Regions from separate parts of the Vulpes vulpes genome. Here region 1 is linked to region 2. A link is a contact called in public Hi-C data. All regions are on one chromosome and are shown on one strand. Each heading gives the region's core, a stretch centred on a gene start, on an enhancer-like site or on the middle of the called end of the contact. The rest is flanking DNA. Distances are from core to core; before and after follow the strand shown. Region 1 holds the start of NUBP1 (NUBP iron-sulfur cluster assembly factor 1, cytosolic). Region 2 holds the start of DEXI (Dexi homolog).

What was found. Hi-C and Micro-C count contacts between places; a contact is called where the count stands out from the background.
Region 1: a Hi-C map of skeletal muscle shows a contact between it and region 2, with 3 times the contacts expected there. The contact joins the promoter of NUBP1 here to the promoter of DEXI in region 2. A contact is called at or near these places in 2 of 3 Hi-C or Micro-C datasets (both in skeletal muscle).

Annotation. Positions count from the first base shown.
Region 1 is chr3:106,834,892-106,839,559 of VulVul3, reverse strand. It overlaps NUBP1 (NUBP iron-sulfur cluster assembly factor 1, cytosolic), which reads left to right and starts at 1,288. Exons shown (of 11, transcript XM_026003106.2): 1 at 1,288-1,358; 2 at 1,438-1,542; 3 at 3,702-3,835. The coding sequence starts at 1,340.
Region 2 is chr3:106,674,623-106,679,160 of VulVul3, reverse strand. DEXI (Dexi homolog) reads right to left here and starts at 2,199. Exons shown (of 2, transcript XM_026003110.2): 1 at 1,363-2,199. The coding sequence starts at 1,798. The coding sequence ends at 1,511.

The DNA of each region.
Region 1 (4,668 bases), core at 39-2,538, 160 kb before region 2:
ACCCTAGCTATGCTGCTTTCCAGCTCTGAGACCTTGGGCAAGTCATTCTTGGTGACCCTGTCTTCCTACCTGCAAACTAAGGTCACAAAAGTCCCTGCAGGTGAATTCCTCTCTGACCTCTCTGACCCCTGGGCTTGTTCATGCTGGTTCATTCCGTCTGAAATACCATATGTCCTCCCCACCACCACCCCGTCCCTCCCTCGGCTTTAAGGAATCGCCCTGGTTGTCTCGTGTCGTAGCCTTTGTAAAGCTGTAGTTACCTGCTTCGTCATCTGCTGCCCCAACCAGGCTAGGTGCCAGGACGACAGGACTCGGGGCGGTTTGGTGGCGCCAGCACCTCGCACACGGCCACTTGGCACTGCGTATCACGGATGACAGCCCGGGTTCATCACTCTGGCTCCCTCGCTAGGAGCTGTGTGACCTGAGGAAGGAAGTTCAAACATTCTGTGTTCTCATCCGAAGGCACAATTCTGGAAACACTGCTAGAACGGATTCAGGCCAGAATGAGGCTGAGCGCAAGGCTGATGAACAGGATACTCCCATGATCTCAACGAATCGCTTCAGATTCTTTCCTCGTCACAAACGGAAAAGTGGACCATCCGATGCAGAGGTGGGACGGACGCCACCTTCACCAAGTGGTCGAGGATGGGACCCACTGGTGTCCTGTGCCTCTGGCCGTGGCACAACAGTTGTACACATCCGTCAAGTACCTTCTGCCAGAATCTCTTAACCTGAATCTAATCATGAGGCAGGGAATCAGACAAATTAAGATACTGGGGTGGGTTTTCTATAAGGCAATTGGCCTACACCATATCCAAATGTATCCATGTCCTAAAGGATGACCCTCCACCCACTCCCCAAAAAAGGGTAAGGGGTGGTGAGAAGAGGACTGTTCTGAATTAAAAGGCACTGAGAACAAAGGAAGGTGCGACTTTTGATTGGATCCAGGATGGGGGTGGGGGTGGGGGTGGGGGGAGCAGATCTTATTTGGGACAGCTGAGTAACCTTGAATATAAAGTTTATTTTAGCTAATAACTTTGCATCGGTATCAAATTTCTTGGGTATGAAAGGGCATGGACGTGTCGCGTAGGATAACGCCCGTGTTCCCGGGAGCTCCGTGCTGAATAATTGACGAATGCTCTCGGCAGCTCAGTTTAAACCGGGACAGAAATTAAAGACCAGTCCCCTTCCCCCTCCCAAGCACCTGACGAAGTCCGCGCGTGCGCACAGCCCCCTTTCCGAGACTTATTTGGCGCGCCTGGAGAGTCAGATTGGCGCCGGGAGGCGGAAATACGTAAGGGCGGGTTCCGGTGACCGCGCAGACGTCGAAGGCGGCCGAATGGAGGAGGTGCCTCAGGGTGAGCGCACGGAGGGGGGCGTGGGTGGTGGGGCTGAAGGGACAGGAGCCACTCTAACTGTGACCTTGTCACCACGCAGGCTGTCCCGGGACCGGCAGCGCCCAGGCGGGCCGAGGGGCCTCATGTCAGGGCTGCCCCAACCAGCGGCTCTGCGCTTCCGGAGCCGGCGCGGCTCCCGACCCAGGTGAGGAAGGGGCAAGGCCTGAACCGGAAGTGAAGGGCGCCAGCCAGGAAGAGGCGGGACCGGGAGGAGACCGGCAGTGGGAAAGCACAGAGGGAAGTAGCGGGATGGGGCGGAGCCTGAAGTATCAGTGACTGGCGTGGAGTCCAATGGGATCTCAGGAGGGGCGGGGCTAGGGGTTTGAGTGACAGGGGCCCCCGCGGCTGGAGAATAGGGTTTATAGACCTTGAACTAGGGGTTTGCTCGGGCTTATTATTTAGACAAAATTGTCTTCTTTTGGGAAAAGGAGCGATTTTCTCACTCACTTAGCATAAATACGTATTGATTTCTCCTGAGCATAGTGCTCTGCGCTGGGGTTACAGCTGTGAGTGAGACAGGGTTACTGCCCTAACGATATTAAGCTAATAGGGAGACGCTCCATAAATAACTGAGCGAGCGAGGAAATCATCGCAGTGATAAGTTCGGTGAAGGACAAGTCGCAGGATGGGGAAGGCTCTGGGAACTCGCCTAAAGGATCTTAAAAAGCAGGAGGCGGGATCCCTGGGTGGCGCAGCGGTTTGGCGCCTGCCTTTGGCCCAGGGCGCGATCCTGGAGACCCGGGATCGAATCCCACCTCGGGCTCCCGGTGCATGGAGCCTGCTTCTCCCTCTGCCTGTGTCTCTGGCTCTCTTGCTCTCTGTGTGTGACTATCATAAATAAATAAAAATTAAAAAAAAAAAAAGGAGGCTGGGAGGATGCTGAAGGAGTTGAGCGGGAGACTGGGGCTGGATTCCTGGGTCCTGCAAACGGGGTGACCTTGAGTGAGAGTCCTCAGGTCTCTGAGCCTCCGTTTCCTTATCTAAAGTGGAGGAGGGGCACCTGGCTGGGTTAGTCTGCAGAGCGTGCAACTCTTTTTTTTTTTTTTTTTTAAGATTTTATTTATTTATTCATGATGGGGGGCTGGCAGAGACACAGGCAGAGGGAGAAGCAGGCCCCATGCAGGGAGCCTGACGTGGGATTCGATCCCAGGGCTCCAGGATCACGCCCTGGGCCAAAGGCAGGCGCTAAACCGCTGAGCCACCCAGGGATCCCCAGCATGCAACTCTTGATGTCAGGGTCATGAGTTCAAGCCCCACGTAGGGCTTGGATCCAACTTAAAAAAGGAAAAAGACTTATTCATTTGAAAGAGAGAGAGAGCGCACATGCACACGCATGAGCAGGTGAAGAGGGGGAGGAGAGGCGAAGAATCCCAAGCAGACTCATCACTGAGCGTGGAGTGGAGCTGGACCTGGGACTCGATCCCAGGACCCTGAAATCATGACCTGAACAGAAACCAAGAGTCAGGCATTTAACTGACTGAGCCACCTGGGCATCCCCTGAGAACCTGCTTTTTAAATAAGAAGAAGCTAGTATAATTACCTCATGGTGTTATTTTAAGGAATTGAAGTGAAATGTTGAATGCACAGAAAATGTATGATCTGTGATAGTTACCTGTGACTGGTCCTCATAAGTGTTTGCTCTTTGTCAGGGACTCTCAACCTTGGCACTACTGACATTTGGATCTGGATAATTATTTGGGGTAGGAGGCTGTCCTGAGCATTGTTAGACCTTTTTTTAAAGATTTAGAGACAGAATGCAAGCAGGGGGAGAGACTCTCCAGCAGACTCCACTCTGAGCACAGAGCCTGAGACAGGGCTCGATCTCATGGCCCTGAGATCAGAGCTGAAACCAAGAGTCAGATGCTTAACCAACTGTGCCATCCAGGCACCCTGCGTTGTTAGCCAGTTAGCAGTGTCTGTGGCTCTACCCCCTGCATGCCAGTAGCACCCCTTCCTGGTGACAACCAGAAATGTCCCCAAGGCAGATTTTGCCCCTAAGTTGGGAACCATTACTACGTGTGGAGCTCTCCTGGAGCTGGGAGTGTAGCAATGAACAGTTCAGATAATTTCTATTCTCATGGAACTTGTATCCTAACAAGAGGAGACAGAGAAGTGAACTAATAAACAAGAAAATGTCAATGATGTCAATAGCCTTTGTAGTACTTACTACTGTCACTGATTATGTGGTATTTCACACACAGTCCTGTGAAATAGTCCCAGAGATTTAGCTCCTTCTAGTCCATTGGAAGAGTGACGTTTGAAATTTAGTCAGAGACTTCATCACCTGATTTGCTTTCTTTGTAGCCATAGAAGAAATCAAAGAAAAAATGAAGACCGTGAAACACAAGATCTTGGTGTTATCTGGGAAAGGTGGTGTTGGAAAAAGCACATTCAGTGCCCACCTTGCCCACGGCCTAGCAGAGGATGAAAACACGCAGGTGAGACCTTGGGAAAAACTGGAAGAGGCTCCTGTATGAGAGTTTGTGATGCTTCCTAGAGAACTGATCCCTTAGACCAAGTTGAATTGGTCTCGGGAATCTAGATCCTTGCAGAGAGAAGGAGGGAAATGCATGGGGAAATGCATCAGATTCTCTGGCTGTGAAAATGGATAGCAGGTGTAATGTTTCTTGGCATGCTGATTATTTTAAGTTCAGACTTCTTTTTCTTAGCCACTTTCTACTTGTGTCTGGGCCAGGGGTGTGCAAACTATAACCTATGGGCTTATTCAGCCCCTCTCTTGCCTTTCTATGGCTGTGAGCTAAGAATGGTTTTTACGTCTATAAATGGATGCTTTTTAAATTATTTTTAATAAAAGATTTTATTTATTTATTCATGAGAGACAGAGGCAGGGACACAGGCAGAGGGAGAAGCAGGCTCCTTGCAGGGAGCTTGATGTGGGACTCAATCCCCAAACCTGGGATCACGCCCTGAGCCAAAGGCAGACGCCCAACCAATGAGCCACCCAGGCGTCCCTATAAACCGTTGCTTTTAAATTGTTTTATAGTATCCTTGATTTTTGTCTACAAAACCTAAAATACTGTTGACCCTTGAACAACAAGGGTTTGAACTGCATGGTTCCACTTACATGTGGATTTTTTTAGTGGTACTATATTTTCTCTTCATGTTTTTCGTAACATTTTTTCTTTAGCTTACTGTAGTAGTGCAGTGTATAATATACAAATAGGTGTTCATCAGCTGTTACCTATAAGCTTCTGGTCGGCAACAGGCTATCAGTAGTTAAATTTTGGTGGAGTCAGAAGTTACACATGAA
Region 2 (4,538 bases), core at 950-3,449:
GACTCGGCAGGCATACAGGACAGCCGACACACTCTCCACCTGGCACCTGGCACCTGGCTCTTGCTAAGGTCTCACTGAGCTCAAATGAAGCTTTTATTAAAGAATTTTCACTGTCCACCTCCCAGGGGGATCCTGCAGTTCTCAGCACTGCAGGATCTGCAGTAGGTCCTGCCCTGTCCTGCTTCCCTCAGACCACGGTCATCTCGGCAAAGACAGGTCACAGAGCAAAGGAGTTAACTCAGCCTGCTGAGTAACATGGTGTGTAAGTGGCATTAGTGTCTGTTTTCTAAAAATGGACTGCCACCTCAGTGTCCTCCCTTCACTGCCACTCAGGCCCTATGCCTAGTGACCCTGCACACAGTTCAGTGGAAGGCATTAGCCAAAGAGTGCCTACATGTCCCATGAACCCTCACCAGACCCAACAGCCTGCCTACCTCTAACTCTCATCTTGTCCAGCTGCCTCTCTTCCTGGCTGTGACACTTTGGCCAAGTCTCTCTCCTTCCTGGACCTTCCCTTCCCTTCCATTGACACACAAGGTGGGGCGGGTCACACAGCTTCCTGGTCACGACCTAGAGGCGGGACTTGAACACCTCAGGGCAAAGATCCTGTGGTCCCCCCTACTCCCCGCTGGCCCAAGAGCTCCGTGAAGCCTTGCAAACACTGCAGGCAAAGCCAGCCCCAGCCTGCCTGGTCTGCAAAAGCAACCTGCAAAACTGGCAGCCCTTGCAGATGTAAGCTGCAGAACTGCCGAGCTCAGGCACCATGAAACCCGACTCCCAAATAGCAGCAAACCCAAGGCCAAAAGAAAGTATACAGACTTTTGCTGAATGTTTCTCCCCTCACAGCTTCAGCCAGGGCCCTTGCTCTTGAGTCACCACCCAGTCCCCAGGGCCACAGGGCAAAGGTGGTCACTGCCTGGCTTGCTACCTTTTCCAACACTCTAAATCTTTATCCTTCCGGGGCTATGGGAATCCCCCCCCAAAAAAGCCAAGGTCACCATCAAGCCAGACTGAGGCAGAAGGGAGGAGCTAACAGCTCTGCCTCAAAGGGATCTGGGTGAAAAGGCTTTTCCATAAGCTGTGGCAGTAGGTACGTGGCTAACCCAAACAACCTTCCTTCTGCTCTGCCTTCCTTCCCGTCTTCAGCAACTGTCACCTTCACCAGGGAAAGCTTTCCAGCCCCAACTAAGGGCCTAACGCGGGTCTGGCCATTCCTGGCATCCAAACAGACCTCCAGGAGGTGGATGGAGGAAATCAGAAGTGGACACAGAGGCTCCGGGAAGAGTCACCTCCGTTCTGGAGATGCCACCCTCTTCTTCACCAGCGCCCCTAACCCACCCTCATCTGTAGGAGGGCACTTACAGATATTGGAGGCCGGAGAGGGCCTCGTCCTGGGGGTCCCATCCCTGGCCGGACGATGCCCCCAACCAGCGGCGGCGGCATCATTTGGGCGGCTGGTCCAGGTCGAGGGGCGCGGGTCGTCGGGGGCGGGGGAGGACGGTAACCGAGCCTACTCCAGGTAACCATCGAAGACGTCGAGCTCCGAGTCGGCGTCGTAGAGGCCCGAGCCGGGGTCGGAGAGCACGCCGAGGTCCACGAGCGCCTGGTCCATGTCCTCGGGCAGGAAGACGAGGCCCACGTTGAGGACGATGTACTCCATGAGGAAGGCGTAGTACAGGATCAGCACATTGACGAAGAACAGGCCCACGTAGAACATAGAGGGCAGCAGCGGCGGCGGCACGGAGGGGACCAGGGGGCCCAGCGCGTCCAGGTGGGCCGCGACCCGGGCGCCGGGCATGCAGGGGGCGGCGAGGGCGGCGGCCCCGCGATCCCAGCGACCTCAGCCGCTGCGGCGCCCGGGCGGCCGGCAGAGGGGCAGCTCAGCCATCCAGGGGCGCCCCGGGAGGCTCGACCCAGGGGGCGCCGGGCCCCAGCGGACACTCCCCGGACCCCGAAACGTGCCCGGCGGGGCCCACGCACCCCCAGCTGCACCCGCTCGGCCCCGTCGATCCGCCCCGCGGCCAGGCGGGGACCCCCCGCGGCCCCCCCCCCCGACCCCCCACCCCCCGAGGTGGCCGGCGGCTCCCCCGGCTCGCGTTCTCCGGCCCTCGCAGCGCCGGCGGGGACCCCGCCGCGGCTCTCAGCGTCCAGGGCCGGTCCCCGCGGCGATGTCGCCAGCGGCGCCCCGCAGTCCCTCGAGCCCCCTCCGCGCCCCCGCAGGCCCAGCGCCCATGGCTGCAGCCGCCGCGTCGCCCTCCTGGCCGCCCTCCGAGCGCCGCCCCCGGAGCGGCCCCGCGCTCATTGGCCCGCCGCCCCCCGCCCGCGCTCATTGGCCCGCTCGACGCCCGCGCTCATTGGCCCGCGCCGCCAGGGGGCGGAGCCTCATCGCCCCGCCCCCTCGGGAGGCTCCGCCCAGGTCTCAAATCCGATTGGCTCTGCGAATCCCCCCCCCACCACGGAGCCGCGGGAGGGGAAAGACGCCCAACGCAGTTCAAATCTAGACGTATCCCCCAAAAGCCAACAGGAAACCCGAGCTTCCTCCGCAGTCCCCCACCCCACCCCACCCCATCCCCGGACTTGGATATGCCGTCACGCCTCTTCGGGACTCAGTTTACCTGACACAAAGGAGGCGGGGCGAAAGGGGAGGGGGCGGTGAAGTTACCCGTGAAAATCTCGGACTTTCCCAAAGTGGCGATTTTCCGTAATGGGGAAGATTGATCAGTGCTTCCATCATCTCTCCAAATTCTGGCTGCCCATTGCGGGAGGGTGGGGGAGGTGAGGGGTGGGTGGGGGATGGGGAGGAGGGTTCTGCATGATGGGGTTCAGGGACCCCTGCCTAAAGAGATTCCCAGGCAAGTCAGACCTGTAACAGTGGCTTCTTGTTTTTACTTTGTGAACCCTGTTTAAAAACAGGACGTGGTTAAACATTGAGGCAACGCAGAAAGTAACGTAAAAAAAATGAGTCTTGCACTCGCTGATTCCCCTTTTCATGAGCAACCCCTGCGTATCCTTCAGGGGACGGATCTTCCACAAAGCGCCTTCCAGAGCAGTTTAACAGACCTTTATTTATGTATGTATTTATGTATGTATGTATTTATTTATTTTTAAGGATTTTAAGTAATCGCTACACCCAAGGTGGGGCTAGATCTCACAACCTCAACATCAAGAGTGGCATGCTTTGCTGATGGAGCCAACCAGGCGCTGCAAAGGACCTTGAAATCTCAGGTCATGCTGAGCTGGATGCTTTACATACATTGCTTAATTGCAGCTAGGTGCGGCAGGGTACTGTGTTATTCCTTTTTACAGGTGAAGAAATCCAGGCCCAGAGAAAAGGAAGATCCCTGGAAAATGCTAGGTCCGCATGTGTTTGGAGAGCAGACCCGCCCGTTATTTCTCCATGACTGTCTCCTTGCCCCTTATTTTAAAGATGTGATTTGCTTATTTATTTGAGAGAGCGCACTTTTTTTTTTTTTATAAACGTTTGAATAATTTGTCAAAAAGTGAGAGGGAGAAACAGACTGCCCATTGAACAAAGAGCCTGATGCAGGGCTTGAACCAAGGACCCTGGGATCACAATCTGAGCCAAAGGCAATTAACCAGTTGAGCCACCTAAGCTCCCCTCATTGCCCCTTTAGATGAATTACAGAGCAGACCATTAATTCTCCAACTGCTGAGGATGAAACGGATCTTCATTCCATCACTCATCCACTCTACCAATATTTGTTGAGCACCTCTGATGTGCCAGAGGGACAGGTAGTTTGTGCCATAGGCAGTGGGGACAACATGGGCCCTTAGCCCAACTCTGAGCACGGTTAGTGGGGCACTGTGGGACTTAGATAACTAACTGTGTGGTGTAGACACAAATGAATGAATGAATGAATGGTGAACAGGGCAGTCTTGCCTCCTCCAGGGAGCTTCTCGCTCCTACTCCAGGACAGAAATTTAGACACATTTTCTCGGCTCAAGTGGGGACTTGTGGTTCTTCTTCTCCTTCCCCCCCCTTTTATGTGATAGTTTTGGGAATTGCTTGGAATTAGGGTGAAGCCTAGAGAAACCCTCTGAAAGCACAGGACGTTCAGTTTTGTTGCCTGATTGCCTTTCAAAAAAAAAAATCTATTTTTTAAGTTGACGTGGAAGAAGAAAAAGGCTGTAGGGACAATCAAGACCATCACCGATTTGCTACAGATTGGTTTACGGGGGGGGGGGGGCGCATAAAATGAGGGGCCAGGGTTCGAACTACATACTTAGTAGGTTCGTGACCTAGGGCAAGGTAAATCAACCTCTTTGTGATTCAGTTTCCCCGGATGATAGTACCCACCCCGTGGCTTGGTTGTTAGCATTATTATTATTTTTTTATTTTATTTATAAATTTATTTTTTTATTGGTGTTCAATTTGCCAAAGTTGTTAGCATTAAATATCAGTATATGTAGAGCGCTCAGGACGGTGGCACACGGTCTACGCCATGCAATAGCTATGCTCAGCCTCATCATGCAAGCTAACGATTGTGAGCACTGCGGTTACTTTGAAGCACCCGTCT